Linked DNA regions of Sus scrofa: region 1 is linked to region 2. A link is a contact called in public HiChIP or PLAC-seq data. All regions are on one chromosome and are shown on one strand. The core of a region is the stretch at or near the end of the contact, and the rest is flanking DNA. Distances in the headings are between cores, read along the strand shown.

Region 1 (7,373 bases), core at 4,350-6,849, 270 kb before region 2:
TTCCATGCCCAACATCTCTGCCCTGCCAAAGAGCTACCTTGGTCTACTCCTTGGTCCTAGGGGCATACATATGGGTGATGACCTCTGGAGGACCAGTCTGGAAGCAGAAGGCTATTTGGGCAGGAAATTCAATGGTTCTGGATACTCAGAATAAGGAGAGCATCGTGACTGGGGAGCCTATCTCCTTGCTCACTCCTCTTCCAAGGACTGGGCTACATCCAGACCAGGGAGAGAAGAGAGTCTTCTCAAGTACGACCTTGGCACAAGGGCTGGCTGATCGTGCCGAATCTAAGGGTAGGGCTACTTGTGTATTTCTGTGACAGAGATGTCTGTCTCCACCGTCTCCCATTACACGTTTTCTACTTGCCTTTAACATACAATTTAGAGAATGTTTAACTCCCCGCCAGAGAAGAAAGGATGATTGTCATAACATGTTATTGAACGGCATTTCATAACAGCCGAGATCAAAGCTCTAAATGGATAAGAACAAATCAAACAGCCTGTGCCTTCTGTAATTATTTTGTGAAGGATTTATTGAACTCAGCATGGATTACTGCAGAGAGGCCACGGCCAAACCAGCATGGACGCCTCTGCATCCCAGAGCAGAGCTTCACTGTATGTTGGGTGGTGCTCTGCACCCATGGGGCACTCAGCCCATCTTGACGTGATGATGTTCTGGTTTAGATTCTTTCCATGCCACCTGATGTGCCATATGTCAGACTGTTTATTTCAAAAGGAACTTCTTCCATAGCAGTGTGTTTTCAGGCTTTTTCAGCGAGAGGATTCCCTAAGGTTTAAACTTGACCTTCTTCACCCTCCATCATTCTCTTGACATTTTCTTTTCTTTTTTTTTTAAGGCTGCACCTGTGGCCTATGGAGGGTCCTGGGCTGGGGGTCGAATCAGAGCTGCAGCAGCAGGCCAATGCCATGGCCACGGCCATACCGGATCCAAGCCACATCTTTGACCTGCGTTGCAGTTTGCAGCAACACCGGATCCTTAACCTACGGAGGGAGGCCTGGAATCGAACCCATATGCTCACAGACACTAGGTCGGGTACTGAACCTGCTGAGCCGCAATGGGAGCTCCCCTCTTGACATTTTCTGAGAAAATCTTCTCCAGCTCTTTACCTTCGTAAAATATGGATGATATAGAAATGCTTGGTGCTTGAAAAAAAATGTCAAGTTTCACAGAAAAGTGCCTATTGGTCTCTGTCTTTCTACCTCCCACAAAGGCCTTTTTGGCTGAGGCTGTTTTCTTCAGAACAGGAATGGCGAGATGATATGATCACTGGTACCACGCATGCTTCACTGGACAACGCTGAGGGTCAAGGGTAGACTAGGGAGTGGGGGGATAAGAAATTACTTCAGCACCCCTCCTTCTACAGAAGCTCTTAAGAGGGAGCATAAAGCTCAGGGCTTGTTATGCAAACGAGGACCTTGAGACAGCTCAGCCACCTCTCTTTTTCAATCACGTGGCCACCTCAACCCTTGCTTTGGAAAGAATTCTGATGATATACCTATTCCTGCAAATCCACGGACTTTTCTTAGTCGTATTCACTCACATTTCTAACCAAACAGAGTTTAAAAAAGTAAAGAAGGAAATTGAAGGATGGATAACAAGACCAAATAAACTTAAGCTAAGCCAATCAGATCTTCCTGGGTCGACAAGTAACACTTGCTATGAATGACACCAACCATGATGCTTTTATTTGGGGTTAGATGTTTAATTTTATAGCTGGCATTTAAGCGGTACGACAGACTGTTAACCAGATCTGCTTACTCAGACTTATCTTAAATTGAGTAAAAGACTCTCTAGCCAGAGGGACAGTTTCCTTTTGCATCAGCTTATCCCAACTGCAATTTGTTGGGTTAAAAGAACTGACATAGTTCTCATTTCTAACATACAGATAAGTTGTAAATGACTCCCTGGTGGTTAGTGAGTCATAAGGAACTAAAATTTCAATTTTTCCATTCCCCAGGACTAGACCTTTCCTCTCAGTTTTTTTTTTTTTTTTTTCCTTTTCTTTTTTAAACAAGCCACATTCCATCCCAGGAATCTTGGGAGCAAGAATCGTCATAACTACACATTACTGAGTGCTCACAGCTCAGTGCTTGGAACATCTCATTCAACCCAGAGTAACTTTTTTTTTAATTGAAATATAATTTATTTACAATATTGTATTAGTTCGAGCGTGCAGCAAAGTGATCCAGTTACATATACATATTCTTTTACAGATTCTTTTCCATTATAGGTAATTAGATGACATTAAGTATTGTTCCCTGTGCTATACAGTAGGTCCTTGTTATTTTATCTATTTTATACTTAGTAGGGTTTATCTGTTCATCCCAAAGTCCTAATTTACCCCTCCCATCCCTTTTCCCCATTGGTAATTCTTAGTTTGTTTTCGGTTTGTGGGTTTGTTTCTGTTTTATAAATAAATTCATTTGTATCACAAGTAACTCTTTGAACTAGGTTGTCCTGTCTATCTTCCGTTAACACACATGGAGGAGTTCCCGTCATGGCTCAGTGGTAAAGAACCCAACTAGAATCCAGGGGGACGGGGGTTCGATCCCTGGTCTTGCTCAGTGGGTTGAGGGTCCTGCATTGCTGTGAGCTGTGGTATAGGCTGGTAGCTGCAGCTCCGAATGGACCCCTAACCTGGAAGCTTCCGTATGGCGCAAGTGTGGCCCTAATATCCAAAACAAACAAACAAACAAAACAAACAACACCTCCACACACACATATGGAAAAGGAAGATCAGAAAGTTTCAGCGACTTGGCCAAACGAGCTACTTAATATTTGTGCAGCTGTTACTGGAGCCTAAGCCTGGAGGACACTAACAATCAGGCTTTAATTACTCCAGAAGGTATTTTGCTGGTAGACCTAAATCTTTGGACTTAAGATACAGTGGGGTGTCTTTTTTCTAGCATCCAGTCTGGCAGCATGTATCCGTACTCCTGATGACTCCTTGAAGGCCAATCATAGTTTCTCAATAAGACACCAAACCCCAGGCCACTTTCTCTGAATTGTCCAGACTTGCTTATTGCAGCCACTGTAGTTTACATAACACAGTGTTACTGTGTGTTCTCTTCTGTGGTTCACCAAAAGGAGCACAAATTTACCAACATGTTCCCAAACCAGCACTGGTTATCATATGTCCTCTGTCTATATTCTCAATGTGGGAGGTTATTGGGTTCCTTTCTGTTTCTCTTTGGCAGTTTCCAAACTCATGTACCTGAACTACCCAGCAACAATTCAAGTATTCAGTGAACCATATAAGACCAAATCATGGTATATTTGTAAATATGATACCCGACATCCCTTGCAGTCGGGTGTCATGTAATCAACTGTAGCACAGCATCCTGGGAGGAAATTAGTGGCTTTTGAATTGCTGTTAGCACTGACTCTGATGAAAATGCAATCTTACGTAATTTAAGCTTGGCCTCGGTAAAATGGTTAGGCTCTAACATTTCTTTCTGTACTTTTTTTTTTTTTTTTTTTTTTTTTTGTCTTTTTAGGGCCGCACCCACAACAAATGGAAGTTCCCAAGCTAGGGGTCAAATCGGAGCCACGGCCACAGCAATGCCAGATCCGAGCCACATCTGTGACCTACCCCGCTGCTCACGGCAACAAGGGATCCTTTACCCACTGAGAGAGGCCAGGGATGGAAACGGTGTCCTCATGGATACCAGTCGGGTTCATTTCTGCTGAGCTATGATGGGAACGCCATGCTCCTACATTTCTAAAACCCATGTTTCCCACTTTTTCCTAAATCTGAAATAGATGACATGGATGCCCTCTTGCTAGTGGTTTTGAGGGCTGGCCTTCCTCAACCAGTAGCAGCCAAAAATACCTAATCCAAGGGCCGTTGTTCTGTCTGAGTACATTTACCTGCCTCACATTGAATTGACCACTTTTCTTTCTTGATTTCTTAAAATCACTAAGAATAAAGGCACACAACTTTCTAGAAAGAGGGAACAATCTGTTCTTCTGATTCTCTGATCAAGCAATGATAAGTACTTAATATGCTTATCAAAATGAGTGATTTTTATGCATATATTTTTAAGCTGGGCAATAAATACTAAGATCTGAAATAATATCATTATGTTGTTTACTCCCTCACATCAAACTCTGCCACTTGAGATAGGTTTACAGATAGGGCTTTGTTTTGTTTTTGTTTTTTCAAATGTGAAGAAAATTTATTTTGAGCCATTAATGTGCTTTTACTCGGCCCCTGTTTATTTTCTTTTAAAGCTTTTTTTTTTCTTTTTTCTTTTTAGGGCCGCACCCGAGGCATAAAGAAGTTCCCAGGCTACGGGTCAAAAATGGAAGATAAGCTGCCAGCCTACACCACAGTCACAGCAACGTGAGATCCGAGCTACATCTGTGACCTACCCCCCAGCTCTTAGCAACGCTGGATCCTTGACCCACTGGGATCCTGCAGCTTCATGGATCCTAGTCAGGTTCATTAACCACTGAGCCACTGCGGGAACTCCTCTTATAAAGTTTCATCACCCATGATATATCCCTCCAAAAAAACCCCAGTGGGTCAAGTTGAGCCCAGGCTGGATGGTACAGATGTGTCTCCTAACATTAATCTGTAATCAAAGGTAAGTTCACTTTCGAGGCCACCCTGCCTGGAGGCGGGTGGCACCATATTTATCTACCAAGAGTCTCCCTCGATTATGACACTTCTTGAGGAGGTCGGCTGTATCAGCACCAGTCCATGGATCCATGTGGAAAAACAGGGTCATTTCCCTGAATGACTTTTGACGTCCACCTTCCATTCTGTTCTATACATCATACACCACACGCGAGCACTTACCCTTCTTCCTCTCCCTGAAGTTTTGGAGGCTGGTCAGCAGCAGTATAGGCAACATGTAGAGCTCTGCATTGCCCTGACCCAACGAGAGCTTCCAAAACACACTCCACTTATTAGGAATATTAAGTACGTGACAAAAGTAATAACGGAAGTCACCTATTACGTAGTTATCACGACAGGGCTGTGGGCAATTGAATTTGGTTCGATTTTCGAGGATCCTCGATCTCATCTTCAGACAAATATACAAACGATATCCAGCGTCTTTCTGAATCCACTGCCAGAACAGGCAACCGTCAACCACACTTCCAAAATTTTAACCATTTATTTAAAGCATTTGAATGGTAATGACACAATGTCGGTCTCCTTTTTTTTTTTTTTTTTTTTTTAAGTAACAAAGATGGCAATTTAGCCTCAGACCAAAAAAAAAAAGGATCCAACCCACATCAAGGCTGCCCCCCACAACCGGTTCTTGGCGAATAGGAAACCGATTCTGAGTAAGTCTTCCAGCAACCTCCATCCTCAGCAATAAGCTATGTATCAGAAACCAATGGAATTAAAACAGCATGACATTTCATGTTGAAGGCAACAACTGCTTATTTCCTTATCAGAATTGGAAAGAGATAAGGTGAAACCAACAGATTTGAAATCAAACACACTTGCCCCCCAGTAACCTCGACGGAAAGCAGTTTTCTTTTCTGCAAAACTTTCCCTTGACTTGTCCGGGGCCATCAAAAGTTCCATTCGTGACACAAAGAGGAAACGATGATTCTTCACATATACTTCTATTTCAGCGATGATTGTGACATCAAGACATATTTTACATAGTAAAATGAGCAACTTAATCTTTTGCAAAAAGTGTGGTTACTTCCTTCCTGGGAGTGGAAGTTTCTGAGCGAGCCAGGAGGGAAAGGGATCCTGGTAGTTCGGTTAGCCTGCCGAGAGAAAGCCAGCCTGGCCAGTTTAGGGGAGGTGATCCTGCAACAAATGGGAATGACAGCTTCTTTCTTGATACCTTCCCAATTGGCAAGTTACTGCAGAAGAGTAGGCGGAAACACTAAAAGGAAAAAAAAAAAAAAAAAAAAAGCAGGACCACAGGCAGCTGAGCTCAAAACCATATCTCAATCACAGTATCAATTTATGTTTTCCAAGGATTTCACCGTCAGTGCTCGAAAATTATGAGATCAGAAGGCTCTCAAGTGGTTTAGTTGCCCACCTTAGGGCAGAGTGATGCCTCAATAGTGACATCAAAGAATCAGAGGAAATAAACACCAGGTGAGACTGATCTGTGCCCAAGACCTTGTTCCTTGATCCAAGGCTCCACACACTGGTGGTTTAATGAGATGTGCAGTGATACTTAAATATATTGAAATAAGTATGCTATATGTAGTATCAAAGTCTGCATTCTTCCATTTCCTCCTTTAGTCAGACTTTTGCATGGGTTCAAAGAAAGCCTCACACAGCTCCATTTCCGTACCTTCCTCCCTCCTGTTAATAGGTTGGCTTCTGTTACCTGGTTCCTGATCCCCAACAGTAAGAACAAATCAATCACCTACACACTGTGTCACATAGATCTCTCTTTAGGATATCAGCATAGAACTTGTAGGCAGGTCTACTCTGGAGAGTGAAAACCAACTCAACCAGTCATCAGCTGCTACGGAAGCCATTCCCTCCGTCATTCATTTGGATAAATATTCCCTCATTCCATCATTTATTCAACACTATCTTTGAGGCACATTTTATGTGGAACGGTTGGGAAAAGAGGAAAAATTTCCTGGGTGGAATGATTGCCCATTCTTAGTATAGAGTGATTTCTCATTCTTAGTGGAGTTTAAATGTTCACTCTAGTACTTTTTTTTTTTTTTTTTTTGCTTTTTAGGGCTGCACTTGTGGCATATGGGGGTTCCCGCCAATGGGAGCTACAGCTGCCAGCTTATGCCACAGCCACAGCAATGCAGGATCTGAGCCAGCTCTGTGACCTACACCACAGCTCACGGCAACGCCAGATCCTTAACCCACAGTGTGAGGCCAGGGATCAAACCCTCAACTTCATGGTTCCCAGTTGGGTTCGTTTCCGCTGCGCCACAACGGGAACTCCTCACTCTAGTATTAAAGGTGTATTCTCCAGTCCTGAACTCTAGAATGATGTAATCCATCTTCTCTCTCTCTCTCTCACACACACATGTATATATACACTGATTGTTATTTACCTACATAAATGGAGCTGAACATTAATAGAGAAATTGCCAAATGGATGACAATTCCAAAGCTGAATTAAGAAGCATATCTTTTCGAGTACTAATTTACCTTCCAACCTGTGTTATGTTAAAATGAATTTGCATTTGGTGAGCATATACCAGCTGTCCACTGGGATAGGAGAAGCTGGGTGGGGAAGGGCAAGGAGGAAGAAGTGGCCTCCAGTGGCCAGGGAAATAGCCAGAAGGCAAAGCAGCATTTTTCAAATGTACTCGGAAGGACCCGCAGGATACATAAGGCACATTCAGAACTGGGGGGTTCATCGTTGACTTTCTTTTATGATTATGTTTTTACCTT
Region 2 (7,634 bases), core at 2,315-4,814:
CGTCAACCCATATTATGCGAGCGAAATAAATATTGAGAGAATGTTTAGAGAGTCCTGTGACCATGAAACATGTGTATATTCACTTTGAACTAACACACCAGGAAAATGTGACAGTGTTATTTGACAGCTGACGCATTTTTTTAAAGTGGATTTCGTATTACGGAATCAGAGTATTACCTTGATGTCTTTATTGGAAGAGTAATTTTGAATGCTATTATTTAACTTTTAAAAAAACCTACTAATTCTGTATTATTCCACCATTCCCCAGGCACAATTCTGCCTCTGCAGGAAATACACAGATATCAATCCAATATTAGTGGAGGTTCTATTTCATTTGTCTGGTTATAGTTCAGTGGTGGAGGCCAACATTTCAGAAAGAATAGTAAAGAGATACTAGGAGCCAAAGAAAACTTTGCCCCCTCTATTTTTGAGCAAGCACAGGCAAAAAACCAAAAATTAACTGAATTAATATAAATTAAAAACTGAGAGAGAGAATAGAATATGAATTTAGCAATACGTAACTCTGGGAAGAGCCCATCAATTTCAAGATGATCTCATTTAATTCCAATCAGTACACCAATTCTTTTTTATTTTTTTGCTTTTTATGGCCACGCCTGTGGCATATGGAAGTTCCCAGGCTAGGGGCTGAATCAGAGCTGCAGCTGCCGGCCTACGCCACAGTCAGGACAACACCAGATCCGAGCCACATCTGTGACCTATGCTGCAGCTCTCGGCAATGCCAGATCCTTAACCCTCTGATTGAGGCCACGGATAGAACCCACATCCTCATGGAGACGATGTCAGGTTCTTAATCTGCTGGGCCACAGTGGGAACTCCCAGTACCCCAGTTCTTACAACGTGTCTCTTCCTGTGACATTACAGTCCTCTCAGTATCTCACACTGTTTTAATTTTTATTTGCTTTTTTTAGAGCCACACCCAAGGCATAGGGAAGTTCCTTGGCTAGGGATCGAATTGGAGCTACAGCTGCCGGCCTACACCACAGCCACAGCAACACAGGATCTACACCACAGCTCACAGCACCACCAGATCCTTAACCCACTGAGGGAGGCCAGGGATGGAACCCGAGTCCTTATGGATGCTAGTAGGGTTCCTTACTGCTGAGCCACGATGGGAACTCCCACTCTCACACTATTTTTACTCTCTGGTTTCTTGCTTTCAGGAATGAGGAAGTGCTCCAAAAAGGGCGAAGGGCTGAAAAGCCATCTTTCTCATTGACCTTTTATCTACATGCAACATAGAGTTTAAGTGGTGTAATTCGTACTTGAAAAATTACAGTAGATTTCAAATTCTTCTGAATTCCCCTAGACTGCAGGGAAAAAAGAGAGCTTCTCCAAGACCAAAGGTACAGAAAACATCTTAAAGGAAGTCTACTTTGGTGTCAGAATCCTACCATGTGATATGCAATCCTTTGGATTATTAAGGAAATAGATGGGTTTTTTTTTTTGTTTGTTTTTCCTCCCAGCTTATTTCCACCAGTGACTCTGTCTGTTGCAAAAGTTCCCACAAAAACAAAACATATTGGAGTTCCTATTCTGGCTCTGTGGGGTTAAGAACCCAACATAGTGTCTGTGAAAATGCAGATTTGATCCCTGGCCTCGGTCAGTGGGTTAAGGATCTCGTGTTGCCACAAGCTGTGGCATAGATCACAGACGTGGCTTGGATCTGGCATTACTGTGTCTGTGACGTAGGCCTGTAGCTGCAGCTCTGATTTGATCCCTAGCCTGGGAACTTCCATATGCTTCACTGCAGGCATAAAATGAAAAAAAAAAAAAAATGATCAGAAGGAGAGTAGAATAAAGCATAACCCAGGACCCACCAGACTAGAGAAGGGCATGCCATTAGAGGCTGCTGGGCAGCAGAAATGGCAACCTGAGAATCCTTAATAATGAGACGACGACGGAGAGAGATCTCCCAAGTGGAAGCTTCGATGATCCAACTCCAGGTTAAAACGAATTTTAAAATGGTATGCAGTGAGAACATGAGTTATATAGCATAGCTCCTATCCATCTGCCGAATTAAAGACAAACCTGCACAGGTGTCTGGGAAGGATGCTATAGCAGTGGTGCAGGTTTGGGATCTCCCTGCATCCCTATATGTTAAGTAGGCAGAACAACAAGGTGGGAAAACCAAGGAGTTGTTGAGAAAATATATCTGTGTAAAGACATAAAGACACGGAGCCATAAGTCGCATGGATGCCAGAGAAAGCAGTGACCCAAACAGGGAGAACAGACACTTCCAGGAACTCGGGTCTGGAAGGCGCCTGGTGTGTTTGAGGGAGATAGCGGGGGACAGCGGAGGAGAAATTGAGGAGGTGAGGCAGAGAGGCAGAGAGGCACTCAGGGTGGTAGGGAGGAGGCCAGCCCATCCCTGGGCTTTGCTTTCAATGCCATGTGAGGGGGAGAAACTGGACACTGCTTAGAAGGTTCTAGGCACTGGAGTGGTGCCCTGTGCTCAGCGTGATCCCTCTAACTGCCATCGTAAGATGTAATTAGGTGAACTACTCCCAGAGAGCGAAGGAAAAAGATATGTTAAAACCATAGGATCAGCGTTCCCAGTGCGACTCAGCAGGTTAAGAGCCTGACTAGTATCCATGAGAATGCGGGTTCGTTCCCTGGCCTTGCTCAGTGGGTGAAGAATCCAGCGCTGCAGAAAGCTGAGGTCGCAGATGCGGCTCAGATCTGGCATTGCTGTGGCTGTTGTGTAGGCTGGCAGCTGCAGCTCCGATTGGACCCCTAGCCCAGGAATCTCCATATGCCACAGGTGCAGCCCTCAAAAGAAAAGGAAAAAAAAAAAAAGTAAAAGTATACGATGAAACATTCCCCCCCCCAAAAAAAGTATTTATCCTGGGATTCAGGGGACAGGAAAAGGGAAATTTGTGTGTGGGTTTTCTTCTTTCCACGCCTCTGATTTACCTATTACAATGGAAAGCATTACTTTTTAAGTAAGTATAATCGTAGATAGACAGCTGATAGAGAGATGTGTTAACTTCCTGTGTTCCAGCTTCCATATTCTGTACAATCCATCTCCAGTGGTCCTTAAAAGTCATCCCCCAGGAACTGTTTTTGGTCCTCCCCCAAGTCAGTCTTCTTATTCTGGGGCAGCTTTTATTGTGGAACACGTTTCCCCCACTGGGATCTCAATTCTCTTTCCTTGTAACTTCTCGCCAACCTATCCTCGTTTTAATTATTTAGCAGACACGGAAAATGGGCTTAATTATGCTTTTACATCTGCTTGCCGTGGAAAGGTACCTGGGCTCGGAGACGCCTAAGAACATTTTGTAAATTTCACTTTCCTGGAGGCTGGTCCTGCGTTGGTGGACAGGGCTCAACAGAGACGTAAGAGGAAGAAATACACAATGAAGGAAGGGTAGTGGGAACACGTACTTCTCTGGAATATAAAAAGAAACTCGCATCTCCTATTAGGCAATCTTATAAAACCGTAAGTGACACGGGGAAGTTATTGGGAAATGTGAGGTCCTAGTAGGCTACTGTGGGCAGCACCACTGAAGAATAATTGAGAAATTCAGCCTGGAGAGGACTTCACACCCTCTTGTTGGTTTCAGAGTGGACTGCTTTTCTTACGAGAATTATTTTTAGAAACGTTATCTCATATCTTCCGTGCTTGTATTATTTTTTTTCCTTTCTAATTTTACACCTGACTGCCCTGAGTGGGTGTGTGTGTAGGAGGGGTGGGAAGTGAAAGGACCAAGTGGTAGTTGCACAATACAAAGGAATACAAATTGCTTAGACTCACATTGCTTAGACTCTTCTCACGAAATTCTCAGGCTGCTACTAAGTGGACTTACGCAATGCCTTTTAACAAATGGAAGAGCACTTCACTAATTGCATACTATTATTAGAGGGTGAGTTCAGTGAAAATAAGGGAATATAATATTTATAAATAAATGCAAGGTGTGTTGATTATGCTTGGTGAGAAGAACCTAGAAGATGTGAGAGATGGAGAAGAAAACAGAGAATGCCTTAAAACATGAAACTTTGTTTTTCATGAGTGAGAAGCTATGCCTCTACCTGAACAGACAGTATCCTATCGTCTTAGGAAATGCTTTCTCTAATACAGACTTTGGTTAAGAAAGCTTTTATGGGTGTTCTCGTTGTGGCTCCGTGGGTTGAGAACCCAATATAGTCTCCGTGAGGATGTGAGTTCCATTCCTGGCTTTGCTCAGTGGGTTAAGGATCTTGCATTGCCACAAGCTGGGGCAGATCTGGCTTTGCCGTGGCTGTGGCGTAGGCCTCAGCTGCAGCTCCAATTCGACCACTAGCCCAGGAATTTCCATATGCTGCAGGTGTGGCTGTAGAAATAAAAATTAGGAAAAAAAAAAAAAGTTTTTATGTTTTAGTTTATGTAAGGGATGGGACTGAAGTTATATAGAGCTGAAAATGTTTTCTTGTTCTCCAGAAGTCGCTCGTGGAAAAACACATGCAAACACAAAACATACATCACCAAATCTACACGTGCAAATGCACAGTCAAATCCCAAATGCTGGTGGTGCAAGGCAGACTGATCAGAACAATAGGTTCCACAGAGTTAGTGGAGAGAGATGGTGAAAATGACAAATACATTCATTTCCCACGAGAAATGATGACTCTTTGCTTACCCCAAAAGTCACCCAATTTCTTTTCCCCAAACAAGGCTGAAACCCAGAAGAAACACAAGCAAAAAGTCTGCTCTGTTTTTAAGGCAAATATTAGAGTAATAACCACAGCTACCACCTTCATGTTGGTTGAGCACTTTCTAATTTCCAGGAACAGTGCTAAATACGTGATGTACTTTAAATGAATTAATTCACTCACTCAACCAATCCAATCTGTCAGAGAATGCAGTGCCTGGTAGGAAAGCAGTTGGTCCCCAAGCAGGTCTCCTTGTCTCTCCCATCCAAACGTTACAACCAGTAGCCTCCAAATTGGCTGTGCACATCTCTGCAGGTGTATCAGATGGTCTACTTGGGTGTGAGAGGAAAATCTGAAAGAGGTTCATTTCAGTTTGGGTGTTTCTTTCTTTAAAAATTGTTTTTGTGTGTCATATACAAAATGCATAATATTGTAAGCTTATAAAGTTTATAAATATAAAAATTTACATACTGTAGGTTGTGCTCAAAATATGTGATGTTAGGAATGTATAATCTAAGAAGTTTTTAAAAGAATGCTTCAAGTATTAAGCCATATGGCTCCAAAATTTACACCAATCCCCAAAGCATGTACACATTTCTTTTAGAAGTTCATTTTTAGCACATTTCTATCAATTTGGTTAAGCCAAATAAAAATCTCCTTGTAAAATCCAATTTCAATTTCACATTTTAGAAAAATTGGTAGCAATGCTGCTATTGTAGTAACCCAAATCCCTAGATTAGAATTGCAGATTTCAAGGGGGAAAGTGATTACTGGAAGCAAAATATTATCTAGAAGTTTGAACTGACAGAGGTCAAAATATTTTTATAAACTGTTATAAATAGCAAATATTAAATCTTTTAACCAGTCCGTTTGAGGCCATTTAATGTATATTTCACTTTATTGTAACAAGATACATCAGACAAAAAACTAAATGAGGGCCCTTCTTGAAATTTTCCCCTTCTGCTCAATATTTTCTAAGAAAAAAATCAGAATACTGTATTTGAGAAAAATATATAATACAGTGGCTGAGTGTACACATTAAAATGCATGGCAATAACAGCTATTATGATGATGCCATATTAGTTTCTTATTACTGCTGTAATAACCTACCCCAAACCCAGGGGTGTAAAACAATCCAAATTTATTATCTTCCATTTCTGGAGGTCAGAGGTCTTAAATGGGTTTTCTGGGCTAAAATCAAGGTATCTGCAGAGCCGTGTTCTCTCTAGAAGAGCTCAGGGAGGATATGTTTTCTTAACTCTTCCGGCTTCCCAAGATCCCCTGCATCCTCTGGTTTGTGTGCATGTTCAAAGCAAATCACTTCAACCTCCGCCTCTGCCATCATGTCACCTTCGCCCACTCTGACTCTACATTCCACTCTTACACTGGGGCATTGGGTAGTCTGGAATAATCTCCCTGTCGCAAGCTCCTAACTTAATCACATCTGCAAAATCTCCTTTACCTTAAAGGTAACATATTCTTCAGTTCCAGGGTTTAGGATATGATATCTTCGGGGAGCCAATGATTCAACCTCCTGCATAATTTGAATGCTTTGTGCAAAGATGCATGTCCATCTCACAAACAAAATACATTCGTCTCCACCCAATGACCCCCAAAGTCTCAACCCATCACAGCATCAAATATAATCCAAAATCTCCTCTGAGTCTTATGGCTCCAAAGTCCCAAATCACATCATCTAAATCATCTACATGAGGTAGAGGTGAGGCTCTGTGTATAATCCATCACGAGGCAACATTCCTCCCCATCTGTGAGCCTGTGACACTGGGACAAAACATTATCTGCTCCCAACTTACAATGGTGGGGCAGACATAGGATAATCATTAATAATTTTAAATAGTCTTCATCCAAAGGAATAAAGTGGAAGGACAAATAAATCGTCACTGGTCCCAAGCACTTTATTTATTTATTTATTTTTTTTTTGTCTTTTTGCTATTTCTTGGGCCGCTCCTGTGGCATATGGAGGTTCCCAGGCTAGGGGTCCATTCGGAGCTGTAGCCACCGGCCTACGCCAGAGCCACAGCAACGTGGGATCCGAGCCACGTCTGCAACCTACACCACAGCTCACGGCAACGCCGGATCCTTAACCCACTGAGCAAGGGCAGGGATCGAACCCGCAACCTCATGGTTCCTAGTCGGATTCGTTAACCACTGCGCCACGACGGGAACTCCATTTTTTTTTTAATTTTTTTTTTTTTGCCAAGCACTTTAATAAAATGGAAGGAAAAAATAGTCACCAGTCCCAAGCAATTTTGGAAATTAAGCTGGGCAAACTCTATTAGAGTTCAAGTCCTGGGAATAATCCTCTGTGCTTGACTGCCTGTCCTCTGACCTATGGCTCTGCTCTCGAGTCATCCTTCCTTTATTGTGAAAGATAGACTATCCTTAGAACCAAATGGTTTCATCACCCTGTTTCCTGCCTTGTAGACGTTTGGGGTTCAGATAGCCTTCCTTCATTTAATCTTCTCTTTGTCCCTTTCCGTCCAAGCTGGTGGTGTTTCCAATGATATAACATTCTAAAAAACCCGTGTGAATCTCCCATTTGTATTGGGGGATTCAATTCATTAGACAAGAGGTTTCTTCACAGATTTTTATTAGATAAGCACATCTGTATCCCTGGCCCCTGTTGACATGGATGATGGGATTTGTCGTTCATGCACTTAATCTCTGCAAAGAGGTTCTGATGTGACTGAATGTCCTGACCTTTTGGTCCTTTTGAGGCGCTAGGAGAATGTTTTCCAGCCACATTCTTGGCTTTCTCTCCAGAGCATACTTTGCTGGCCATGGATCTCCTAAATGAAGCATATTTTGAAATCTGGGCAGGCTGAGCATTTCCCAATCATCAAGGTCTAGTTCCTTTGTGCTTCACAGTTCTTTCTTCAACTTACCTTCTGCCGCTCCTGTTTTACTAGAAGCAGCAAGATGAAACCAGCTTGTATCCTCAACACTCTGCTTGGAAATTGCCT

The links. HiChIP or PLAC-seq counts read pairs in DNA pulled down with a chosen protein or histone mark.
Region 1: a contact with region 2 is called in an H3K27ac HiChIP or PLAC-seq map of alveolar macrophages. The contact joins two enhancer-like sites. A contact is called at or near these places in 1 of 47 Hi-C or Micro-C datasets (embryonic fibroblasts) and 1 of 2 datasets of contacts at active chromatin or transcription factors (alveolar macrophages).

What each region holds. Positions count from the first base shown.
Region 1 is chr12:10,308,612-10,315,984 of Sscrofa11.1, reverse strand. No RefSeq gene overlaps it. Among named protein-coding and RNA genes, the nearest start is that of KCNJ2, 45 kb to the left of the region's middle. Within about 2 kb of position 5,599, at least 1 of the 83 cell types and tissues checked has an H3K27ac peak or open chromatin away from gene starts, as enhancers often do. A contact at or near this core is called in alveolar macrophages, where this site is marked.
Region 2 is chr12:10,031,566-10,039,199 of Sscrofa11.1, reverse strand. No RefSeq gene overlaps it. Among named protein-coding and RNA genes, the nearest start is that of KCNJ2, 320 kb to the left of the region's middle. Within about 2 kb of position 3,564, at least 10 of the 83 cell types and tissues checked have an H3K27ac peak or open chromatin away from gene starts, as enhancers often do. A contact at or near this core is called in alveolar macrophages, where this site is marked.